Linked DNA regions of Mus musculus: all the other regions are linked to region 3. A link is a contact called in public HiChIP or PLAC-seq and promoter capture Hi-C data. All regions are on one chromosome and are shown on one strand. Each heading gives the region's core, a stretch centred on a gene start, on an enhancer-like site or on the middle of the called end of the contact. The rest is flanking DNA. Distances are from core to core; before and after follow the strand shown. Region 1 holds the start of Ret (ret proto-oncogene). Region 2 holds the start of Slc25a18 (solute carrier family 25 (mitochondrial carrier), member 18). Region 3 holds the start of Lrtm2 (leucine-rich repeats and transmembrane domains 2).

Region 1 (2,943 bases), core at 264-2,763, 1.1 Mb after region 3:
ACAGGGAAGGGTTTGCTATGCACTCAAGTATGTAGGGTCCATGTATCTGAACATGGTTGCATGCATGCATGCATATGCATGTCTAGGGGCTCGAGTAAAAGTCCACTCAAGATCTTCAGAGGAGAGGGAAATGTCCCGACCATGCTATCTGGACACTCAAGGCTGTGAAGGCCTGAGGAAGAGACAAGAGTGTACTCTTGCCTGGGTCCTTAAAATGGGCAGAGTTCATCCCAGTGTCGGTGAAGAAGGTATGAGAGTGAGGCTGGTTGGAAGAGTGGACCAGACCTCTTTTCTCTTTGCATTCTATTGGAAAACAGCCACAGGAACCTGTTTGTAGGGGGGAAAAAAAGAAAGAGAGAAAGAGAGAAAGAGAGAAAGAGAGAGAGCGAGAGGAAGGGAGGAAGGAAGAAAGAGAGGGAGAGAGAGAAAGAGAGAACGGAAGGAAGGAAGGAAGAGAGAGAGAGAGAGAGAGAGAGAGAGAGAGAACCTTCCTGTTCAGGTCCCTTCCTTGGACACAGGCCCAAGTGATAACTCCAGGGATCCAGTGTATTAGCACCTTGTGACTAATTCCATCCCCATAAACCCAAGGCCAGTGATCTCAAGGTGCCTCTTCTAGGTTAGAAGGCTGGTGGTCTGGATACCCACGGATCAGCAGGCAGGCTCTGAATAAGATCTCAGCTGGCCTGGTCCCAAGTCAGCCTATGTCTTGGCAGCTTCTGCTCCTGCCTGTGAGGGTGACTTCACTTTGACTTCATATCTGCAGAGTGATGTACAGAGATTGCTTATTCAACCCTGAGCTCAGTCGGGCAGGAGGGTGGGGCTCTGCATACTGAAGGAGAGGAGCAGCTGAGCCCCTCCCCAGACTCAGGTTCCAGGACCTGTTTGTTCACTCCAAGGTCCTACAGGCGTCTGTTTTTCTTTCCTTCCATTACTAGTTGCAAGCCATGCTTCAAAAAGCAGCTGGGAGTAGGGAGAGATGGGTTTTCCTCACAGGCATCTAGAGCCTGCATCCGACCTTCTATTTCCTGCCTAGAGGCTCCCATATCAAGGGTAAATATATTTAGTCATAATTTGGGGAAGGGAGAGTTCGATTCTTCTGGCAAACTTCTCTTTTCATCCTTCCCAACACCCCTGTAGCCGCTGCCCTATCAGTCAGTTCACATCCTAAGAGCTCTTCTATTTGGTGGGATAAGCGCATACAATTCCCAGCACTGCACCAGACGACAACGGTAGCAGGTCTCTTTGAAAGGTGTGCAATTAGCCAGTGTCTTGGTCCTATTGGTTGTACCGGTCCTGGGAATCACAAACAAGCCCAACAGGACCCCCAACCGTCTTCACCACATGATATGTTGTACACTGGAAGCAGGCTCTCTGTCCCTCTTTCTCTTGATCAGGGCTCCTCCCCTCTTCCCGCCTCTAACCCCAGAAGAAGCTGCAGGCTCCAAACGCGCTTCTCACTCCCGCCCCCTTGATAAATGGCGGAGGATGCTCTTCGCGTCCAGAGACTGGAGGGACATCATTCTAGACTCTGGGTCTCTGCGAGTATAGGTGACCAGTCGGCCCAGACGCCGAATCTTCTGTGTTGCTCTTTCTGGGCGGCGGGAAAGGACTAACAGAAACAGCAAGCGAGACGCACGGGGTGAGAAAGTGGCTATGCCGGCAAATGATCATGGATCCAGGTTACCTTTAGTAGACCAGCACCCGCACCACAACCCACACGCACCCAGCTCCGACCCGCGCTCATCTAGAGAGGAAATAGAGGTTCCCCTAGCAGTCGGGTGCCGCCCCACCTTGCCCCACACAGTACCTGGAGCCCCGCCCCTCCACACACACCCGCACCCCTGGTCCCGCCCCTCTCGCTGCCACTCCCTCTGCGCCCTGCCCTGCCCCAGTCCGCTCCCCGGGCGCAGGCAGCGCAGGTCTCTCATCAGTACCGCAACCGGAGCCGTGCAAGCAACAGCAGAGAGCGGCTCCGAGTCCGCAGCTGGGAGTCGCGCCCGGACGCAACGCGCCCGCAGTGCCCGCTGCGCCCGGGCTGGCATGGGGAGGCCCGGCTGAGCGCCGCACCCCACCGCCGCCGAGACCCGCCTGCTCCTCAACCGCGGCCCTCGCGCGCACGGGCGATGGCGAAAGCGACGTCCGGCGCCGCAGGGCTGGGGCTGAAGCTGATTTTGCTCCTGCCGCTGCTAGGAGAAGGTGAGTCCTACGGGCGGCTGGGACGGTAGGGGCCGGGGTGAAGTTAGCGCTGCGCGCCGAGCCGGGAAGCTGACGCGCGCAGAAGCGCGCTTACATTGGCTGTCACCGGCCGGCTGCGCGGCTGGCGGGCCTCCGGGTCTGGGAACCGGGTCGCTGCGGCTAGCTGCTGCGCTTGGGCCACCGGCTGGGCGGGGCTCGGCTCGCCTTGGGTCCGTGCGAGTTGCGAGCCGGGCAGAGTAGACTGCTCCGCCAAAGCCGCAGCTGAACATCCCAAGCTGGTCGCTTTTCCAGCCGCGGCCGGCCGTGTGCCCGAGCGAAGCGGACAGATCTTGTCGCCTTTGGGGAGCAGCTGCGAGCGGACAGGGTAGGCAGCCCTGGGAAGCCCACGACTTGAGCCAGCGCTTGGAGACTGCAGCGCCCAGATTTTCTTTTCGCGTTTCAATTCTGCACTTGCTGTAGCTCCATTCGTCTGGCTGAAGGGCGCTGAGGCAATCTTTAGTAAAGGTTATTTTTCCTGTGTGTGTTTTTGCCGCCCTGATCTTTAAAAACCTAAAAGCCTGTGGTCTCTCCCCCCCCGCCCCCCCCCCGTCCCCGCGTGTCTTCGCCGAGAGCTCTGAGCTCTGCCCCACAGTTGGGAGTCCTGTGTCACATGCTATTCCGCTGGAGCACATGAAAATGTGTCTTTTGGAGGCATAATAGGGTCCAGGGCTGACATTTAGTTACCCAGAGCTTTGGGCCCTGCCACTC
Region 2 (3,219 bases), core at 218-2,717, 1.4 Mb before region 3:
CAGCTTTGGTTGGCTTTGGTTCGGTTACAGGCAGAGAGAAAGAAGGGTGATGGGTCTGGAAAAGTACAGCAAAGTTAAGAGATGCACCTGAACTCTCTTTAAGCAAATTTCCAGGCAGGATCAAAGGTCTACTTGCTTCCAGAGTGGCCCTGCAAGATCCCAAGTCAGCTAGGAAGGCAGTATTTCCAACCCCCCAGGCCCAATGACCAAGTCTTATGTTACCGGGATACCCTAATGACACAGGTACACAGTCAAGCTTTCCAACTTTCTGGCTGGCTTTCAATCTTGAGTGCATCATGAAAACCAATCTCTTTAAGGCAGGTTTTGTGTAGCCCAGGAAACCAGTAAGAGGCAGTCTGGCAGGAGCTTGTTAACTAAAATGTTGCAGCAGCTGAGGGACTATCATGTATTATTAGTAGGCTGTTAGATAGCAAAGGACTACAGTTTTGATATTAGGGCCACAGTTTGAAAACTTTGAGGTGCAGAGAAAATGGGAAACTGAACTGGACTGAGACCAATGAAAGGAAGACAGCAGGTGGCCTAAGTCAGGGTGGACAGTAAGGGAGTTCGTCAGCTTTGCTATTTCTTCCCAAGTATAGATGAGAGGACATCTGTTACCATTTAGTCAGCAACATAAGCTGCCTTCCATAGTTCTTCAGGAGACGTTAGTGGAGATAGATATATCCGCTAGGTATGAAGGTAAAATTCAGCTCAGATCAGAAAGGTGTAAAGCCCTAGATTTGATGCCAGGTCCTTCCACTATGGGGGTGCTCTTATGGTCTGTGATGCATCATCAAAGAGGGTGTCTCACATCAGGGGGCTGGGCACTTCATGGGCTGATCAGGCAGGAGGAGGAAGGCACAGAACCTACATTTAAACCAGGTTCTAGGTGATGTTTGTTCATAACGTAGGTTACTGTCTGACAGATACCAGGTCAGACTTAACCTGTGCACTGATGTCTGTCCAGGCCAAATGGTGTGAACACACCAAGAACCACCCTGCTGCAATGAGTAACAAACCAGACTTCACCCTCTTCACCTCTGGCTAAGCACCATCCCTTCCAGCACTTTGGTTGCTGTAGGCTGGTTTCCTTCAATGTGTCCCCCTTTACTAACTGAGGAAAGGACAGTAGTCTTTCCTCTGTATTCTGAAGGAGCAGGCAAAGTGCCAGGCAGATGCTGCTCATCAGTCTGCTGGGCCTCAAGTGGATGCAGCAAACTGCGGGAGTGGGGATTCTGTGCTGAGTATGCACAGACATTTTCTCTCGTCAGTGCTCAACAGTACAGCGTGACAGCTCTATACATGGGGTTTTTAAAAGAGACAACAATATACAGGGCCATGTGCATAGATGGTATGCAAATACCAAGTTACATGGGGACTTAAGCACTGGGACTTAGCACTGGGAATTCTGGAACCGATCCCTAAGGACAGCAAGGGCAACTGTACTTACGGACAAGGCGTTTAGGGGTCACTCCACATCTGTGTTTGGTATACTCCAGGCCCGGCTGTGCTGGATCTTGTCTTTGCCTTCCTTCCTATAAAGACTTAACTCTTCCCTAGAGTTAAAACTCGTGATACAATCTGAGGAGCTGGCTTCACTGCTTCAAAACCTCTGCTCAGCCAGACCAGGGTGAATGGTCCTATGTGGTCAGAAATGAGCCCACAGGATGAGCAAGTTGTGGTTTTCCACTCCTCAAATGGTCTCAAGGCACCTGCATTAAAATTCGTGTCATGGAGGCACGGGGGCAGGGACTCCAGGATACAATAGCTCAATCTGGGCATTTCCCAGCTGCCTTCTTGGCTGCTACAGCACTTCACTGTGCACTGAAAGCTTTTGCTAAAACTGCCTCAGGAAACTAGAGGAGTGAGCCTTGTAAGCACAAAGGAGACAGAAACAAATGCACAAACACTGTCCTTTCAAAAGCTCAAGGAACTGAATCCAGGGCAACAGATCAACAAGGCCAAGCTACCAGAGCGAAGTGGGGGGTGAGGACAGGGAAGTCTGCCCTGACAGGCAGCAGCATCGGTGCTCAGAGCTTTGCCACTCCTGGCCGAGCTGGAAGGATTTACAGCCACCCAGGAGAAAAGAGCCACAGCCAAAGACACCATGTACATAATAGCCACAGATCATAAGCCATTCCCCTTCCAGAAGACTCCAGCTAGGTATTTCTCCGTTATTAATATTTTCAGGGAGAGATCAGAACAATACTGCACAAACAAGTTTTAAAATCAAGCTCACTAGTAGTAGAAGATAGTATTTTTTGTTGTATACAGGATTTAGCATTGTTTCGTCAAAATGATTTGTGTAGAATAGACACTTTCTTTTGAGATAGGATCTTGTGTATCCTAAGCTGTAAGCTATGTATACAAGAGGACTTGATTTTGAGCTTCCTGCCTCTCTGACACACACCCAGCTTCATCTGGAGTTGGAAGTTGGAACTTGAGGCCTCACACACAGTATAGACACTCTTTTTTGTTTGTTTTTTGAGACATGGTTTCTCTGTATAGCCCTGGCTGTCCTGGAACTCACTCTGTAGACCAGGCTGGCCTCGAACTCAGAAATCCACCTGCCTCTGCTTCCCGAGTGCTGGGATCAAAGGTGTGCGCCACCACACCGGCCGCAGACACTCTTATCAATTGATCTACATCAAGTTCTAAGAATTAAGTTCTATTTTGTTTACAGTAGATCTATTTTTAATTGACATACAGGATTGTACATGTAAATGACTGCCTGTATCTTATATGCACAATGGAAGTCAGAACTGAGCACTGGATCTCTTGGAACTGGAATTGCAAGCAGTTGTGAGTTGCTCTGTGGGTACTGGGAGAAGCAAGTACTTTTAACACTGAGCCATTCCTCCAGGCCCACAGCTAAATTCTTAGTAATCTGGCTTTCCCTGTTGAGGAATTATGTAATATGGGGGTTTTGGGTGGAGAATAAGTTAGGCTCCCAAGTTTCTATTTTCTAAGGGACAGTAGGGTGCACAAGGAAGCAGCTGTCTGGATGCCTAAGGCATGATGCAACTGGGCTGGGTTTCTGAGAGGCTGGTGCATGGGGCTGGCAGCCAGTGACTTGCCATCCCACTCCAGGCAAACAGAAACCACCACCATCAGAGAGAACAATGTGACCAGCATAGTACACACCTAGGTTTCCTAAAAGTGTTCATCCTAAAGCTTACTTTGTTCCAGAAATTACATAGACATGCAACCACACTAGAA
Region 3 (3,146 bases), core at 393-2,892:
ACACATCTGGAGCACCAATTTTCCCCTGCTGGCCTCTGCACCTGTGTTGATCCTTCTTGGCCTATGATTGGCTAAACAGGGACTGTGAGGGAGGGGCCTGATTTGTGCAGCTGATAGCAGTGGCCTGGAAGGTACTCAGGGAGTGCCAGCATCCTAGGATTCCTGGGTGGAGGCAATTTCAGAGCTCAACCCACCTGCTTATTCTGTAAGTTGAGAACTCAGCACGGGGTAACTGCTCAGCTGCTAACTACTTGAGAAGCAAAAGCATAGATTTAACCAACAGGAGGGCATAGAGCTGTGGGTGATAGGGAAAGGTAAGGCAAGTTACCCCCAAACAGCTCACAATACAGGACAAAAAGCTACCACACGGACTCCTCTGTGATCAGAACTATAAAGTGGTACAGAGAAAAAAAATCCCTGTAGAGGGATGTTGGGTGTTGCTGTTAATTTTACTTATATGGTGTGTGTGTGTGTGTGTGTGTGTGTGTGTGTGTGTGTGTGTGTGTCCATCCCAAGGACAGCCTGTGGGAGTCTCTTATCTCCATGTGGGTTCTCGGGGTTGACCCCAGGCTATTAGGCTTGACAGCAAGTGCTGCTACCTGCTAGGAGAGCCATCTTGCCCCCACCCCCACCTTCCAGAGCTGAGTTTTTAAGGCAGGGATAGATCACTATGCACAGAGATCACCGTGCTCCTGAAGGGTCTGTTTTGCTGAGGCAGGAGCTGGGAGAGTGTTAGGGTAGTGGCTGGTTGCCTTGTTGAAAGGGCAGGCACAGGGAACTTCAGAGAGGATGGGGACTCTCTCAGCTCTGCTGGATTGCAGTCCTGAATCAAGGCGCGCCCAGCCCTGCATATAACATAGAGAAAGGACCCTGAGATACATATTCATGCTGTGTTACCTACAAGCTAGATCATCTGCTGAACAGGCAGGATGTAAAGGAATGAGGCCTGTTTCAGGCTGCAGGCTGGGAAGTCCAGCTTCTCTTCTGGCTTAGCCTCTGGCTCAGCCCCGCATTGGAAGGAACACTCTTTATGCCAGTGAATGGCAATGTGTTAGACTTGCTCTGTCTTGATTGGGAGAGAGGTCTTAGACCACCAAGGCCAGCTCCTTCAGTTCCCCGTGTGCACAGAGGCACATGGTCTCTGCTTGTTGTTCCTTCAGGTTGCAGCTGCGTGCTCTGACACCTCTCTCTCCCAAATAGTCCTGGCCAAGGGTGGTCACATCTACAGACTCAGCCCCTTGTCTAAAGGGCTTTCTGTTGCCTTGGCATCTCTGAGGACCCTCAGCGTTCCTCTTGTAAGAGGAACTCAGCCTTTAAGGAGCTGGTTTTTCCTTATCAGAACTGGGGTCTGACACAGGAGACAGACCTAGTGTTCCGGCAGGTCTAAGATCCAAGACAGTCAGCGGGGCTGTGTTTTGGGTCCTGTACCCCTTGGAAGGTCCTGCCTTCTAGACAGCCAGAGATGGCCGCTCCTGGGAGGTGAGAGGAGATAAGGGTACCTGTAGTACCTGTAGTCTGGGGCAGCGGAGATTCACCCACAAACGCTCTCCTGCTGCCACAGAGCTTCGGAGGCCGGTGCGCGCGCCCGCCATCGCAGATGCGCCCCAGCTGTCACTCCGCTGCGCGCTCTCCTCCCTCTGCTTGCTTGCTGTTGAGCACGCGCGCTCTGATCCTTCTACCTCTCCCCCTCTTCGGTCTGTCTTCCTCCCGCCCTCCCTCTTTCGCTTCAGTTTGTCGCTGACCCCGCAGCCCCCTCCCCGGCAGCGGCAGCTCAGCCTGCGGGTCCGCCTCCTTCACAGGCGCTGCCCAGTCTCCCGCTGCCCTGAACCAGACCGGACATCCCTGCGTTCTGCCTGCCAAGCTGCCCGTGTGTCCGGCTACCTGGTCTGAGCATCAGGTCCCGGTGCAAAAAGGTGAGTTGTGAGCGGCTTCTGGGAGAGAATGGGGTTGGCGCAAAGGGCTTGGGTATGGGAACTAGGGACCACCTGTCCCTGCACGATGATCAGGGCTTTCTTCCCAGGGCAGTTGCTGAGGTGGGGTGGGGGAACCACTTAGGACCAGATAACCTGGGCAACCCAAAGGTACAGAGCATTAGGAACTCTGACTCCTTAGTGCTGGGGACATAGCGGTGTATTCTGCTAAGGAGGGGGTATGGAGGAGGGGACAGGGAGGAGAGCAGTGCTGGTGCCACATGATGGCCCCGGGTAGCATGGAAATGTCCCTGCAGCGGGAGGAGCGGCAGCTATGGGAGGGGGAGACAGCTTGGGTGTTGGAAACAGGCTGGCATTCTGAGAGGCCTGAGTGAGGGTGGAGGGTGGAGGACCCACTGAGTGAGGAGGCGCAGGCTGGACCTTTATACCAGTTGCTCTTGCTGGCCTTGCTGGCCCCGAGGTAGCTGTCCTTGAACAAGGGTGCAAAGGAGCCCTTCCTAGTTGGAATAGTCTTTGCAGTCCTGATAGAGCCTCCTTGGTGGGGGTGTGGCTGGGAGTGAAGGAGGGGTGTCTGGTAGTTCTTCCTTACAAACCCAGGCCTTGATTTTTAGCACACTAGATGGCCAAACAAACCAGGAGCCCGAGATGCTTAGGTGGTCCACCACTGCATAATGCCCTTTGCAGCAGGTGGGTCAGATGCCTTCCAAGCCCCGGGTGCTTAGTGTAGGGGGCAGCGTACAGCGAGGTCACATTCACCTGCTGCCTGGCTCATATGGGCATGGATGGCCAACTCGGAGCAGGACACTGCTTCTCAGGAGCCCCAGGCCCATTTCATAACGCTGAATTCTGCCCAGGAATCTGCAGTTCAAATTCCTGTATGGCCGGCAGGTCTGGGACTGGGCTCTGATTGGTTGCTCTGCCTCCCACCCCCAGCTGTCTGCATTCCAGGGTGGTGGTGGGGATGTTGGCACCAGGCTGCCAGGGTTTGTTGGGCATTGCCTTGTGTGACTCAGATTGACAGGCCCACAGCTTAGATAACTACAGCAGGTGGGGGGAGGGGAAGGAGCCAGCATGTGGCGCTGGGCGGGGGAAGTCCAGCTGGTAGGGAAATCCAACATCAGCTTCCAAGCTGCCAAGAAGAGCCCAGCGCTCCCACCCCCACCTTCCCACTGCAGGAGGGCTCCGGCTCTGCCAGAAGAGGGAGACAGGAAAACC

The links. HiChIP or PLAC-seq counts read pairs in DNA pulled down with a chosen protein or histone mark. Capture Hi-C pulls out chosen DNA fragments and counts their contacts.
Region 1: a FOXA1 HiChIP or PLAC-seq map of pancreatic cancer cells shows a contact between it and region 3. The contact joins the promoter of Ret here to the promoter of Lrtm2 in region 3. A contact is called at or near these places in 4 of 39 promoter capture datasets (embryonic stem cells and liver), 1 of 115 datasets of contacts at active chromatin or transcription factors (pancreatic cancer cells) and 1 of 9 other capture datasets (embryonic stem cells).
Region 2: a contact with region 3 is called in a promoter capture Hi-C map of pancreatic islet. The contact joins the promoter of Slc25a18 here to the promoter of Lrtm2 in region 3. A contact is called at or near these places in 2 of 9 other capture datasets (liver and pancreatic islet).

What each region holds. Positions count from the first base shown.
Region 1 is chr6:118,196,314-118,199,256 of GRCm38.p6, reverse strand. Ret (ret proto-oncogene) reads left to right here and starts at 1,513. Exons shown (of 19, transcript NM_001080780.1): 1 at 1,513-2,196. The coding sequence starts at 2,124.
Region 2 is chr6:120,772,016-120,775,234 of GRCm38.p6, reverse strand. It overlaps Slc25a18 (solute carrier family 25 (mitochondrial carrier), member 18), which reads right to left and starts at 1,467. Exons shown (of 10, transcript NM_001081048.2): 1 at 1,451-1,467.
Region 3 is chr6:119,329,262-119,332,407 of GRCm38.p6, reverse strand. Lrtm2 (leucine-rich repeats and transmembrane domains 2) reads left to right here and starts at 1,642. Exons shown (of 5, transcript NM_172492.3): 1 at 1,642-1,913. The region is part of intron 26 of Cacna2d4 (calcium channel, voltage-dependent, alpha 2/delta subunit 4); the gene reads right to left.